Regions from separate parts of the Ovis aries genome. Here region 2 is linked to region 1. The links are chromatin contacts, called in public Hi-C maps. All regions are on one chromosome and are shown on one strand. Each heading gives the region's core, a stretch centred on a gene start, on an enhancer-like site or on the middle of the called end of the contact. The rest is flanking DNA. Distances are from core to core; before and after follow the strand shown.

Region 1 (5,690 bases), core at 2,761-5,260:
GCTGCAGGCCCCCATCTGTGCTCCCCACCTGGGCCATCTGCACTCCCCACTGCAGCCCACCTGCCTCCTCCTTCTGAAGCGAGGGACACCTGTTCCTACCTAGGTGGTCCTTCTGTGCTGCGTTCCTGCCCCCGTTTGCCAGTGTCCCCTAGAGAGCTGGCCCCAGTCCCTGCGCACTCAGGCTGCGGCTCCCACAGACACCTTCCTGTTCTCCTGCCCCCGTATCTGGGGCGGCCGTCATCCACAACCTAGGCTCATCTCCTGCGGCTTCGGTGGCTCTCCGCTCAGCTGCTTTGCCGCCTTCCTTTCTGAGTATCTTCCCTGGTGGCTCAGAGGTAAAGCCTCTGCCTGCAATGTGGGAGATCTGGGTTTGATCCCTGGGTCAGGAAGATCCCCCGGAGAAGGAAATGGCCACCCACTCCAGTTCTCTTGCCTGGAAAATTCCATGGGTTACAATCCACGGGGTCACGAAGAGTCGGACACAACTTTCACTTTCTTCACAGGCTCCTGGCTGGAATATCCCTCTTCCTCACTCCAGGTGGGCACCTCCCTCTGTCTGAGTGACCTCCTCCCTCCTCAGCCCTCCTTCTGCAGAGTGTGACTCTGGTTGCCCATCTGGCTGATTTCCTGAAGCAGCATCTTTCCCTCGCATCTGTCTCCCGAGCTTCTCACCCAAATACTAACTGCCTCCTTTGCGCAGATGTGCTTTGATTTCCCTCGGGTGCCAGCCCATCCTGTCCCAGAGGGTGCTTGTGGCTGGCACTCTTTCTCCTCTCCATTACCCTGCTTCAGTGACCAGCATGGACTTCTGCCTGGAGTTGCCAGAACCGGAAGCCTGGACTCCTCCCTGGCTTGGCCATCTTCCTCATCCTGAGGTCCACTCAGGCACAGAGCCCTGTCTTGGCCTCCTCCTAAACACCCCTGGGACCTCCCTCTTCTCCATTCGCCACCTCATAGTCCTCTTTCTGGGCTTCCCTGGTAGCCCAGCTGGTAAAGAATCCACCTGCGATGCAGGAGACCCCGGTTGGAAGATCCCCTGGAGAAGGGATAGGCTACCCAGTCCAGGATTCTTGGGCTTCCCTGGTGGCTCAGCTGGTAAAGAATCTGCCTGCAGTGAGGGAGACCTGGGTTCGATCCCTGGGTTGGGAAGATCCCCTGGAAGAGGGCGTGGCAACCCACTCCAGTATTCTTGCCTGGAGAATCCCCATAGACAGAGGAGCCTGGCGGGCTACAGTCCATGGGGTTGCAAACAGTCAGACATGACTGAGCAACTAAGCACATCCCTGTTTCTACTCATATAGCTCCCCCTCCTCTGGAACCACAGCTCCCAGGGGGGCTCCACGCACATCGCGTCCAAACCAGTCCTCATGGAGTGGACAGCATACTGGCTCCCTGGTACCAATGTAAACTCGAACCTGAAACATACAGCACCAGGCCCATCTCAACACCCTGCTGCCCACTCCAGCCGCCCAGAGCTCTTGGGACTGAAGGGTCACTGTGTGTGTTCTCTCACCCAAGCTTCTGCCCATGTTGTCCCTTTTGCCTGAAACCCTCTCTCCACCTCCTCGTCCAGCACCTGGGACTGGGACTGGATGTGGTCAGCCGGCTTCCCACGCCCTGCGGCCGCTGCTGTCCCTGAGCCCCCATCTCGACACCGTGCTCTGTAGTCACGGGGACTCCATGAGGCTGGCATCGCCTCTGCCATGTTCGCCATTGTGTCGAATTGGCCAAAAAGTTCATTCAGGTTTTTCCATAACATTGGATGGAAAAACCTGAACAAACTTATTAACCAATCCAATATATGCCCATAGTGCCTGGCATGGGACAGGTGCCCAGTAATTATTTTTTGACCGAATACACGTGTAAAGCGCACTGTCATAATAACAAAATGATTGCTGCGGAAACCAGTAGGTCCCTGCAGAATCAAAACTGTAGAAGTAGTTAGAATCCGACTCCCTGGGAGGCAGGGAGGAGGTGGTGACGTAACGCCCCCCAGATGAAGGGCTGATGGGGCATCATCCTCATCTCTCTGTCCTTTGCCACATGCCTGCGTGCCCACTGTCGTGTCCGACTCTGTGCAACCCCATGGACTGTAGCCCACTAGGCTCCTCTGTCTATGGGATTCTCCAGGCAAGAATACTGGAGTGGGTTGCCATTTCCTTCTCTAGGGGAGCTTCCCAGCCCAGGGGTCGAACCCGCGTCTCCTGTGGCTCCTGCCTTGCAGGCAGATTCTTTACCTGCTGAGCCACAGGGGAAGCCCACCCTTTGCCACAGGGTGCATCTAATCCACCTTCCACGTGGCAGCCTTTCAACTAGCCAAAGCCCAGCTCAATACCTTTTAACAGCCTGACTTCCAGACCCTGCGGTGTTTTGGTTCTGCTCTTTGAATTGTCCCTGTTGGTTCTCCTCTGAGAACATGGAGCATAAACTCCAAATTAGGTCTGACCTGAGCTAAAGGAGTAAATTGGTCTGGTTTTAACTTTATAATTCTCATCAATGCAGCCTAAGGCTACATAGGTTTTTTCTTTTAGCCGGGTAGCACAGTTAGAAGGGGAAACACAAGAGCTGGTAAGTCCTAGTCCCACGGTGGTAGGGGGCTGGCCCCTTCTCAAATCCATCTTCAGGGGATTTGCCTACCTCGAGCTCCTAGAATCTCTGCAATCACTTTTTCTGCTACGTCTATGAGTGTTTTCAGTCCAGATGCTGTTAGCAATTTGGGACTTGAACAGACAAAATGCTTCGCTGCCTCTCATTACTTTTGGTCTTCAAATCCCTTTTAACCATGTTTGCTTACCTGTTTTAAGGTGACCCTCCTTCATGGAAACGGCAAACTCAGAGCCGTTTTTGAATGTATCCTTGGACCCTAGTGGTTCTTTCCCTTTCCTTTTCTTACCTTGAACATATTTGTTTAAAGCTCTTTTCTGGATCTCAGCACTTGCACCCATCTGGGCTTGACCCTCCTGACCTTATTCGTCCATGAGATTGCCAGCCCTTGGAGGTGGTAGTTCTTAGACATCATCTGGGCTCACCTCCCAGGAACTGGGAAAGAGAGAGCCTGAGAGCTGGCAGACCAAGGCAGGGAGACAGCAGATACCTCCTCCTCGCCTGGCACATTCCCTCCCCCCCAAGAGCAGCCTGGGGACCACCTGTTCTCCTTTCTAGTTGTGGCAGGTGGGCAGGAATTTCTCTTTCGAGAGCATTCCAGCTCCTTTCAGAAACTCTGGTTTTATTTTATTTTCCTTGCCTCTTTCTCACAAATTTTGAAATCTCTTTATTTCATTTTTTTTCAATTTCCCTGGTTATTGTGAGCTTAACAGGACATGGTCACTCCCACGTGAGTGGCCGTTCCCCTCCCTGATGGCCGTGATCCCATCCAATGGGGCTGTTCTTTGTCTTGGTCCCTGGCCTCCCGAGCTCAGCCTCACTGGGGAGGGGTTCGCTGGCAGGTTGCTGGAGAGGGAGGAGGTGAGCATGTGCTCTGTAGAAATCAAACTTGGAATTGCAACACTGATAGGTGCCTGTCTCGTCTTGCCAAGGCCAGCATGGAAATCACATGCCGTCCGGGGGGTGGTGGCCACCGCAGAATTTAAAGGGCGGAGGCTTGACATTTAAAACATTTGTGTCCTAAAGCTTCAGAACCTCAGGGCCTCAGAGGGACCCTCCCTGTGGGAAAGAAAGCAAAAAGGCTTTCCATCAGAGAAAGAAGCAGTCAAAAACACCCACTCCATCAGCGTCTTCCTCTGGGACACACTGAGATAATCCCTTGTGGGGAGTTTCAGCTAATCTTGAAATGCTGCTTCTGCTGTTCACAGTAAGTGAGTCCTTGAGAAGCACAAATCCCACAGATGCAGATGACTCCACTCTGCCGCGTCCTCTCTGCCCCACCTCCCAAGGGGCCACCACCTTTGAAAGGCAGCAAGCTCACTGACAGTGGTAGTATTTATAGCACCTCTAATCCTGCCAGGCCAGCTCCAGCCACCTGCTCCCTGCAAGGCCTGCACAGCTGAGCTAAGGGCGACTGCCAGTGGAAAACATCAGAAAATGCCTGGCCTACCGGTCACAGGCCTGGAGGCTCGCCCAGCCCTGCCTGTTACAGCCTCAGTTTCCCCAGCTAGGGGACTTTTTCATCATGTAAGGATCAGTTTTCCTACTCAGTGCTCTGTGGTGACCTAAATGGGAAGGAAAATCCAAAAAAAGAGGGGATTATAGAGCTGATTCACTTTGCTATACAGCAGAAACTAACACAACAGTATAAAGCAACTCTACTCCAATGAAAAAGATTTTTTTAAAAAGGAGCAGTTTTGCATCTAGCAGTTCAAGATGAGCCCCACTGTTTCCATGTCCATATTGTATTGAAACTGAACCTCCAATACTTCGGCCACCTGATGCAAAGAGCCGACTCACTGGAAAAGACCCTGATGCTGGGAAAGACTGAAGGCAGGAGGAGAAGGGGACAACAGAGGACTAGATGGCTGGATGGCATCACCAACTCAATGAACATAAGTTCAAACAGGTTCCAGGAGATAGTGAAGGACAGGGAAGCCTGGCGTGCAGAAGTCCATGGGGTCGCAGAGTCAGACACAAACAAGCAACTGAGCAACAAATATAATGGACAGTCTCACGTGCTCTCGTCTGCACGTTACTTCTCTGTTGTGGCTTCACAGGATAGGATGTGTCTGCATCCACACATGTCAGCGTCCAACGAGCACAGCAAGAATCCCCTTTTCTTAGTCGCATCCCTCTAGTCAGAGCTGCATCTCAGCCAAGCATTCAGCCCTGAGTCCTTCTCATAGGTGCTGGAAAGGTGCGAAATCTGAGCTAAGGAAGAGCAAAAACCACCATCCCATAGGACGACCTCCTGTGCTCAGAGTTAAAAGATCAGTTCAGGACTTCCCTGGTGGTTCAGTGGCTAAGACTTCACCTTCCAGTGTAGCGGGTACCAGTTAGACCCCTGGTCAGGAAGCTAAGATTCCACATGTCTCAGGGCCAAAAAGCAAAACCTAGAGAGAAGCAATATTATAGCAAATTCAATAAAGGCTTCAAAAATGATCCACATCAAAAAATCTTCAAAAACCGAAAAAAAAAAGGTCAGTTCTTGAGGGTGACCCAGGCTCACTCCTGTGGCTGCACTGGACCCACGAGCCACCCCTCGGCCGCTGGGGTGGTGAACACTATGAGCCTTATCCCAGTCTTGGTGCCATCCTGGTCCTGTCTGTGTCGCCAACAAGGGCGGCCTGTTTGTGGCTTTGTTTCTGCTGGCTCCCCACCCCCGCGCCCCGAGACTGCTTTCTCATTGTTCAGATTATCCAGGAGAAGAGAAGGACCTCTTGTGGATGGGGGCGGGGTGGGGTAGGGACGAAAAGGACCGAAAGTGCTGAAGTTAAGACTTTCTCACTTGGTGGCCCTCTCAGTCTCTGGGTACTGGCTGCCATTGGCCAGTTGAGCGCCTTCAGACACCCCAGAAACGTGGGGGAGCAACCCTTCTGAGTCCCCACAGCCAGGGTCGAACTCCTGGCCCCATTCCATAATGCCACGATCCTGGGGTTGGGATAAGGGTTAAATGACATGACTGGAAAAGAGCCTGATGTTGGGAAAGATTGAAGGTGAAAGAGAAGGGGGCAGCAGAGGATGAGATGGTAGCATCACCGACTCAACGGACATGAATTTGAGCAAACCTGGGAGAGGGTGGA
Region 2 (6,391 bases), core at 1,286-3,785, 280 kb before region 1:
GATTATGTAGCCAGCCTTGCCTAGGACATTCAAAATCTAAAGATCCCTGCCCCCAGACAATGATCAGTGTTCACGGGATTTCTGGGAGATGAACTGTTCAGGCACAAAGCTGGAAGGGACCCAGTAGGAGGTTCACAGCTCTCCTGGAGACTGAACATTGAAGCATCCTAATGAAGACAAAATTCTGAAAAGTATACTCTGTATGACTCTCCTAAAACATTGCCAAGCCTCAGAGAAAATCCTGAGAGTATTTTTTGAGATATTCCAAGAGGATGTCTACTATAGACTCCTATGTCTGTCAAACATATAAATTATCTTTGCTGCTTAATTTATGTTGGTCTCCTTTAACTTTGGATTGAAAGAGTCCTGAGCTATGGAGCCTGAGGTTGGTGGTTGGTGAGAAGGGTGATCTCCAATCTCATCCCTCACATGCTGGAATTCTCATGAGTTCCAAGAATGGAGGCTGTTGGGGAGAGGTCCATTACATCAGATCAGGCTGATAGCCTGGAGTCCTGTCCCACGTTGACTGAAGATCATACTCAAAGAAAATTTTTAGTTAAGGAAAGTTTGGTTCAAAGTCCACCCAGAATAACAAAAACAGGCAAGACAGGAGGCCAGTTTTGACAGGAAGATTATCTCAAACAATTGATTAAGATTGTTGCAAATTAACAGGCAAAAGAAATTTCTAAATAGTCCTTTTAGCAATAATATTTACAGGAAGAGGGTTCACCCTGGATTTTATTAATGATTCACAACTTTGGCAATAGCTTCAAGGCAATTTTGGAAGGAGCAGAGAAGAATCAGAGGCACAGTACAAAGAACAAAGTTATGACTGCTTTGACCGCAAGAGACAGAGAGAGGGCTCGACAGTTTGGCTTACAGAATTTGCTTTGGGATTTAGACTGTATACTGATATATCATTGCTGAAAATGATTCCAAAGGTAAAAATCTTTCTAATTTGGTTCTGGAGTAGCTTATTTTACTTGATAGCAAAACAGTATTGTAAAGAATTTGTGGTGCATTTTTTATGTCACGTCTCCTTTGTTCATGCTGACGTTTACTGTTCTAAGCGCTTTCACACACTTTATCCCATTTAATGTTATGCCTCTGGGAGATGGATTACTGTTCCTATTTTGCATAAATTGAGACTCAGAGAGGTTAGATACATCTCAGGGAGAACTAGCAAGTCCCAGACTCAGCCAGATGTGTCTGCCTGTCCGTAGTGTCCATTTTGTGTTACAGAATTTCTCGCAGTCCAAAGAGGCCCTGGATGTTCCCAACTTCTAGAGAAATTTTTTAAATGAGGCAAGGCGAGGCACATACTACCAACCAACACTAACTGTATGTTGTCTTTTTTTTTAAATTCATATGCATTTTTTCTCCATTTATAAAGGGGAAAACAGCATTACTATCCTGCCTTCATTCTCTTGACTTTGTTTTCCCAAAAGACAGCATTCTTGTGAGTTCAAAACAAAAATGTATCTGATCATTACTCAGAGCAAGAGGAGGCGGGGTGGGGAAAAGGTTTAAAAATACTTTAGTTTAAGATATCTGTTTTGAAAGAATGGTTTCGGTAAAAATCCACAAACATGTGGATACAGCAGGGGAGGGGAGTGTGGGACAAACTGGGTGGTTAGGATTGATGCATATGCACTAACGTGCAAAATGGGCAGCTAGTGGGAGGCTGCTATAGAAGGCAAGGAGCTCAGCTCGGTGCTCTGTAAAGACCTAGGCGGGTGGGGTGGGAGGGAGGCTCAAGAGGGAGGGGATACCTGCATACACAGGGCTGATTCACTCTGTTGTACAGCAGAAACTAACACAATATTGTGAAGCAGCTATATGCCAGTAACAAGAAAATAAACAAAGCCTTTAAAAATTCCAAGTTACACATACTGAGCATGAAATTGTGCCGTGTGTGTGTGTGTGTGTACATAAGCGCACACGCGTGTGTGTATCGTATACCTACCGAGTAGGGCTAAGGGAAACTCTGAACATTTTAGAAATGCCTGGAAACTAGGTGAACCGTGTGGCTGTCACCAGACCTTGGATGAACTGAGCTTCCTTAGCACAGTCTACTCTGGACTATGCAAGCTTTACGCCATTGTGCACACTGAAATTTTCCAGGTTTCTTCCAATTAATGGACTATTACGAGTAAGCAAGAGAAAACATGAGTAATGTTTTCATCTTTGCTCAAGTTAAAAACCTTGATCAAAAATGCCGCAGAGACCTGAATTAACAAGGTTGCTATGTCTTTGCAGTCACACTTGCACCCTTTGCCACCTCTCTCTGTGTTAGTCACTCAGTCGTGTCCAACTCTTTGCGATCCCATAGACTGTAGCTGCCAGGCTCCTCAGTCCTTGGGATTCTCCAGGCAAGAATACTGGAGTGGATTGCCATTCCCTTCTTCAGGGGATCTTCATGACCCAGGGATAGAACCTGGGTCTCCCAGATTGCAGGCAGACACTGCTGTCTGAGACCCCAGGGAAGCCCTTGCCATCTCTCTAGTGTGAAAACAAAACAAAAGAGCTTGAACACTAGAGGGCAACATTGTTCCTCAAATATATACCCAAACGACAAGCTAGGGATGTATAAAATCCCTCAGTATTTTTGTCTTCCCTTTAAGACTTCTTTTCAGTATACACATTTAGATGACTTAGGAGGCATGCATATACCTGTGAAACCATTGCTTCCAAAAGTTTTCTCCTGCACTCTTCCTCCCAGCCCCCACCCTTCTCTGTGTCTAGAACACTTAACATGGGGTCTACCCTCTCAACAAGTCTCCAAGCGGACAACACAGTCCTGTTAGCCCTGCAAATCACATGGTACAGCAGATCTCCAGAACTTGTTCATCTTGTGTAGCCAAAGCTTCATACCTGTTGAACAAAATGCCCCATTCCCCCTGCAAGCCTCTCCCCCACCACCATTTTATTCTGTCTCTATCAGCTGATCATTTTCAATATCTAAGTGGAATCAGGCAGCATTTGTCCTTCTGTGATGGGTTTATTTCACTAACATAATGTCCTCCAGGTACATCCATGTTGTCTTGAACAGCAGGATTTCCATTTTTCAAGCCTGAGTAATATTTCTCTGTATGTATCTATCACCTTTCCTTTATCCATTCATCCATCAATGGATGTTAGGCTGTTCCCACATCTTAGCTACAGGGAATAAAGTTGCAGTGAAGCTGGGAGTCCAGATATCTCTTTGAGATTCTGATTTTAATTCTTTTAGGTATATACCTGATATAGGATCACTGGATCATAGGCTTCCACATATAATTTCTGCAGAAAATTTCATACTGTTTCCTCATTTCAGTTCAGTTGCTCAGTCATGTCCAACTCTTTGCAACCCCATGGACTGCAGCACACCAGGCTTCCCTGTCCATCATCAGCTCCTGGAGCTTACTCAAACTCATGTCTATCGAGCCAGTGACGTGATGCAACCATCTCATCCTCTGCTGTTCCCTTCTCCTCCTGCCCTCAATTTTTCCCAGCATCAGGGTCTTTTCCAACGAGTCAGTTGTTCACATCAGGTGGCCAAACTATTGGGGCTTCAGCTTCAGCATCAGTCTTTCCAATGAATATTCACGACTGATTTCCTTTAGGATTGACTGATTGGATCTCTTTGCAGTGCAAGGGATTCTGAAGAGTCTCCTTCAACACCACAGTTCAAAAGCATCAATTCTTTGGTGCTCAGCCTTCTTCACAGTCCAACTCTCACATCCATACATGACCACAGGAAAAACCATAGCCTTGACTAGACTTACCTTTGTCAGCAAAGTAATGTCTCTGCTCTTTAATATGCTGTCTAGGTTGGTCACAGCTTTTTTTCCAAGGAGCAAGCATCTTTTAATTTCATGGCTCTAGTCACCATCTACAGTGATTTTGGAGCCCAAAAATATAAAGTCGGTCACTATTTCCTTTGTTTCCCCATTTATTTGCCATGAAGTGATGGGACCGGATGTCACAACCTTAATTTTTTTAAATGTTGAGTTTTAAGCCAGCTCTTTCACTCTCCTCTTTCACTTTCATCAAGAGGCTCTTTAGTTCCTCTTCAGTTGCTGCAACAAGGGTGGTATCATCTTCGTATCTGAGGTCATTGATATTTCTCCTGGCAATCTTGATTCCAGCTTGTGTTTCATCCAGCCTGGCATTTCGCATGATGTATTTGCCATATAAGTTAAATAAGCAGGGTTGCAATATACAGCCTTAATGTACTCCTTTCCCAATTTTGAACCAATCTGTTGTTCCATGTCTGGTTCTAACTGTTGCTTCTTGACCTGCACACAGATTTCTCAGGAGGCAGGTAAGGTGGTCTGGTACAGACAGTTTATTCAAATACTGTGGATAATCCACCTCTGTTCCTAGCAATGGCCAAACTCTCTCTTCATCTACCACTTCCCACAACCTCTCATCTATTCAAGGACATTCCTTCAGCTCTTAATGAAAACCATGTTTTTCTGGAAATACTTTCTCATCACTGTGCAAAATATTGCATCCAAAATCTGTATTGCTTCCCCATACTTTATGTTGCATTTTTGCTTTTCTTACAAACTACTTTTTTTCTAATAGAAATTGTACTCCACACATGCCAGTAATTTTTTCTGCTTCACTTACTTCATACTAAACTGGGAAAATTCACTTTTACTAAACCAAGTTTAGAATAGTGACTGCCACATATATATATATATACACACACACAGATAGATATGTGCGTATATATGTATGTGTATATATTCATGTATGCATATATGTGTGTGCATATATGTATATTTATGTAGGCTGCTGTGCTGTGCTTAGTCGCTCAGTCGACTAAGCCTGATGAACCATAGCCCACCAGGCTCCTCTGTCCATGGGGATTCTCCAGGCAAGAATACTGGAATGGGTTGCTATGCCCTCCTCCAGCGGATCTTCCCAACCCAGGGATTGAATCAAGGTCTCCTGCATTGCAGGTGGATTCTTTACCAGCTGAGCTACCTGGGAAGCCCCGTATATATGTATATGGCACTAGGAAATAACATATTATTTTCTGTGTATTCCACCTTAAACTCAACATGTCCAAAACCAGACTTAGCATCTTTTCTATCTTCTGGACTTTCTGGTTGGTAAGAAGTACTAGCAAACACGAAGAAAACAATCTGAAAGACATTCCACCACTATCACACTTATCTCACTTCACTTTAAATAAGTAATTAGTTGTTTTTCATCTTCATCTGACTTGATATTAGTGAGAGAAGGGGCCCGGTTTATCCTCTCCACCATTGTGGACTCAAGTCAGCCAATAATCTATGATGTAGTGAGAGTTTAGTAAAACTTGGTTAGATAAATGTCACTGACTACATTCTAGATTCCTCCCTTTCTTTCATTCCTCACTTTCCAAGAGTCATCAAGCTCTTGATTCTATCCTAAAAGTCTTTCTAACGGTAACAGGGAACAGCAAAATCTGACTCTATTTTGTATCTGTGGACTTTACTTTAACCTTTGCCTTTTCTTGCTTTTGTTATTATAATCACTAGATGGATTCTGTCTATAGCTGTAAGCATACATACTGGCCTCTCTCAGGGAACCTGCCACTCTACCTGAATGTTAAAGTGTCTTGGTTCAGCACATGGAAGATATTCTGCCCTTGCCCACCTGTGAATGGCTGCAGAAAAGAAATTAACACACTTGCTCTCTGATGTTGGCCAAGCCAAGAGATATTTTGCAAGCCTAATGGCCTTCTTGGACTTCTCATGTGTTGCAGTGGTAAAGAATCTGCCTGCCAGTGCAGGAGATGCAATAGACTTGAGTTTGATCCCTGGGTGGAGAAGATCCCCTGGAGAGGGAAATGCCAACCCACTCCAGTATTCTTGCCTAGAAAATCCCATGGACAGAGGAGCCTGGTGGGCTAGACAGTCCATGGTGTCACAAAGAGTGGGACACGGCAGGCCACTCAATGGTCTTTTTACTTCCTCGTCTCCTTCTCTTCTCTGTCCTATTAAAAAAGACTGACATCCAGACCCCAGTAAGATGGTACTCTAATGTACCCAGCATCTTCTTGGACACTGAATAAAGTCATTTTTCCTGTCTCAGCATCTCATCTCCTGATTATTGGCCTGTCAGAGCAGCGAGCGGACTGGGTTTGGATTAGGTAATCAACCCTTCTTCCTTACCCCAGTTTAGTCCACGCCATTCCCATTCTTTACAAAAATTCTTGCAACAACATACTAAGGACACTCTGCACCCAGATGTACCTGACTCCTGTTCAGCCTTCTGCACGATATCGTGACTTTCTAAGTATCTTGCTTTCATCCCTTTAAAGGGTCTCCCTTGCCTAAGCATGAGGTCTAACGTTCTTTGCAAGTTCTGAGGTTAACCTCTTACCCTTCCACCCCCACTTTCCACACCAGGC

Evidence for each region. A called contact is a pair of places that touch in the nucleus more often than the background predicts.
Region 2: a contact with region 1 is called in a Hi-C map of liver, with 6 times the contacts expected there. The contact joins two enhancer-like sites. A contact is called at or near these places in 7 of 16 Hi-C or Micro-C datasets (liver, mixed tissues, omental adipose tissue and 3 more).

Annotation. Positions count from the first base shown.
Region 1 is chr16:58,616,556-58,622,245 of ARS-UI_Ramb_v3.0, forward strand. The region is part of intron 8 of ANKH (ANKH inorganic pyrophosphate transport regulator); the gene reads left to right. Among named protein-coding and RNA genes, the nearest start is that of OTULIN, 71 kb to the right of the region's middle. Within about 2 kb of position 4,011, at least 18 of the 54 cell types and tissues checked have an H3K27ac peak or open chromatin away from gene starts, as enhancers often do. A contact at or near this core is called in liver, where this site is marked.
Region 2 is chr16:58,333,321-58,339,711 of ARS-UI_Ramb_v3.0, forward strand. No RefSeq gene overlaps it. Among named protein-coding and RNA genes, the nearest start is that of TRNAC-ACA, 57 kb to the left of the region's middle. Within about 2 kb of position 2,536, at least 5 of the 54 cell types and tissues checked have an H3K27ac peak or open chromatin away from gene starts, as enhancers often do. A contact at or near this core is called in liver, where this site is marked.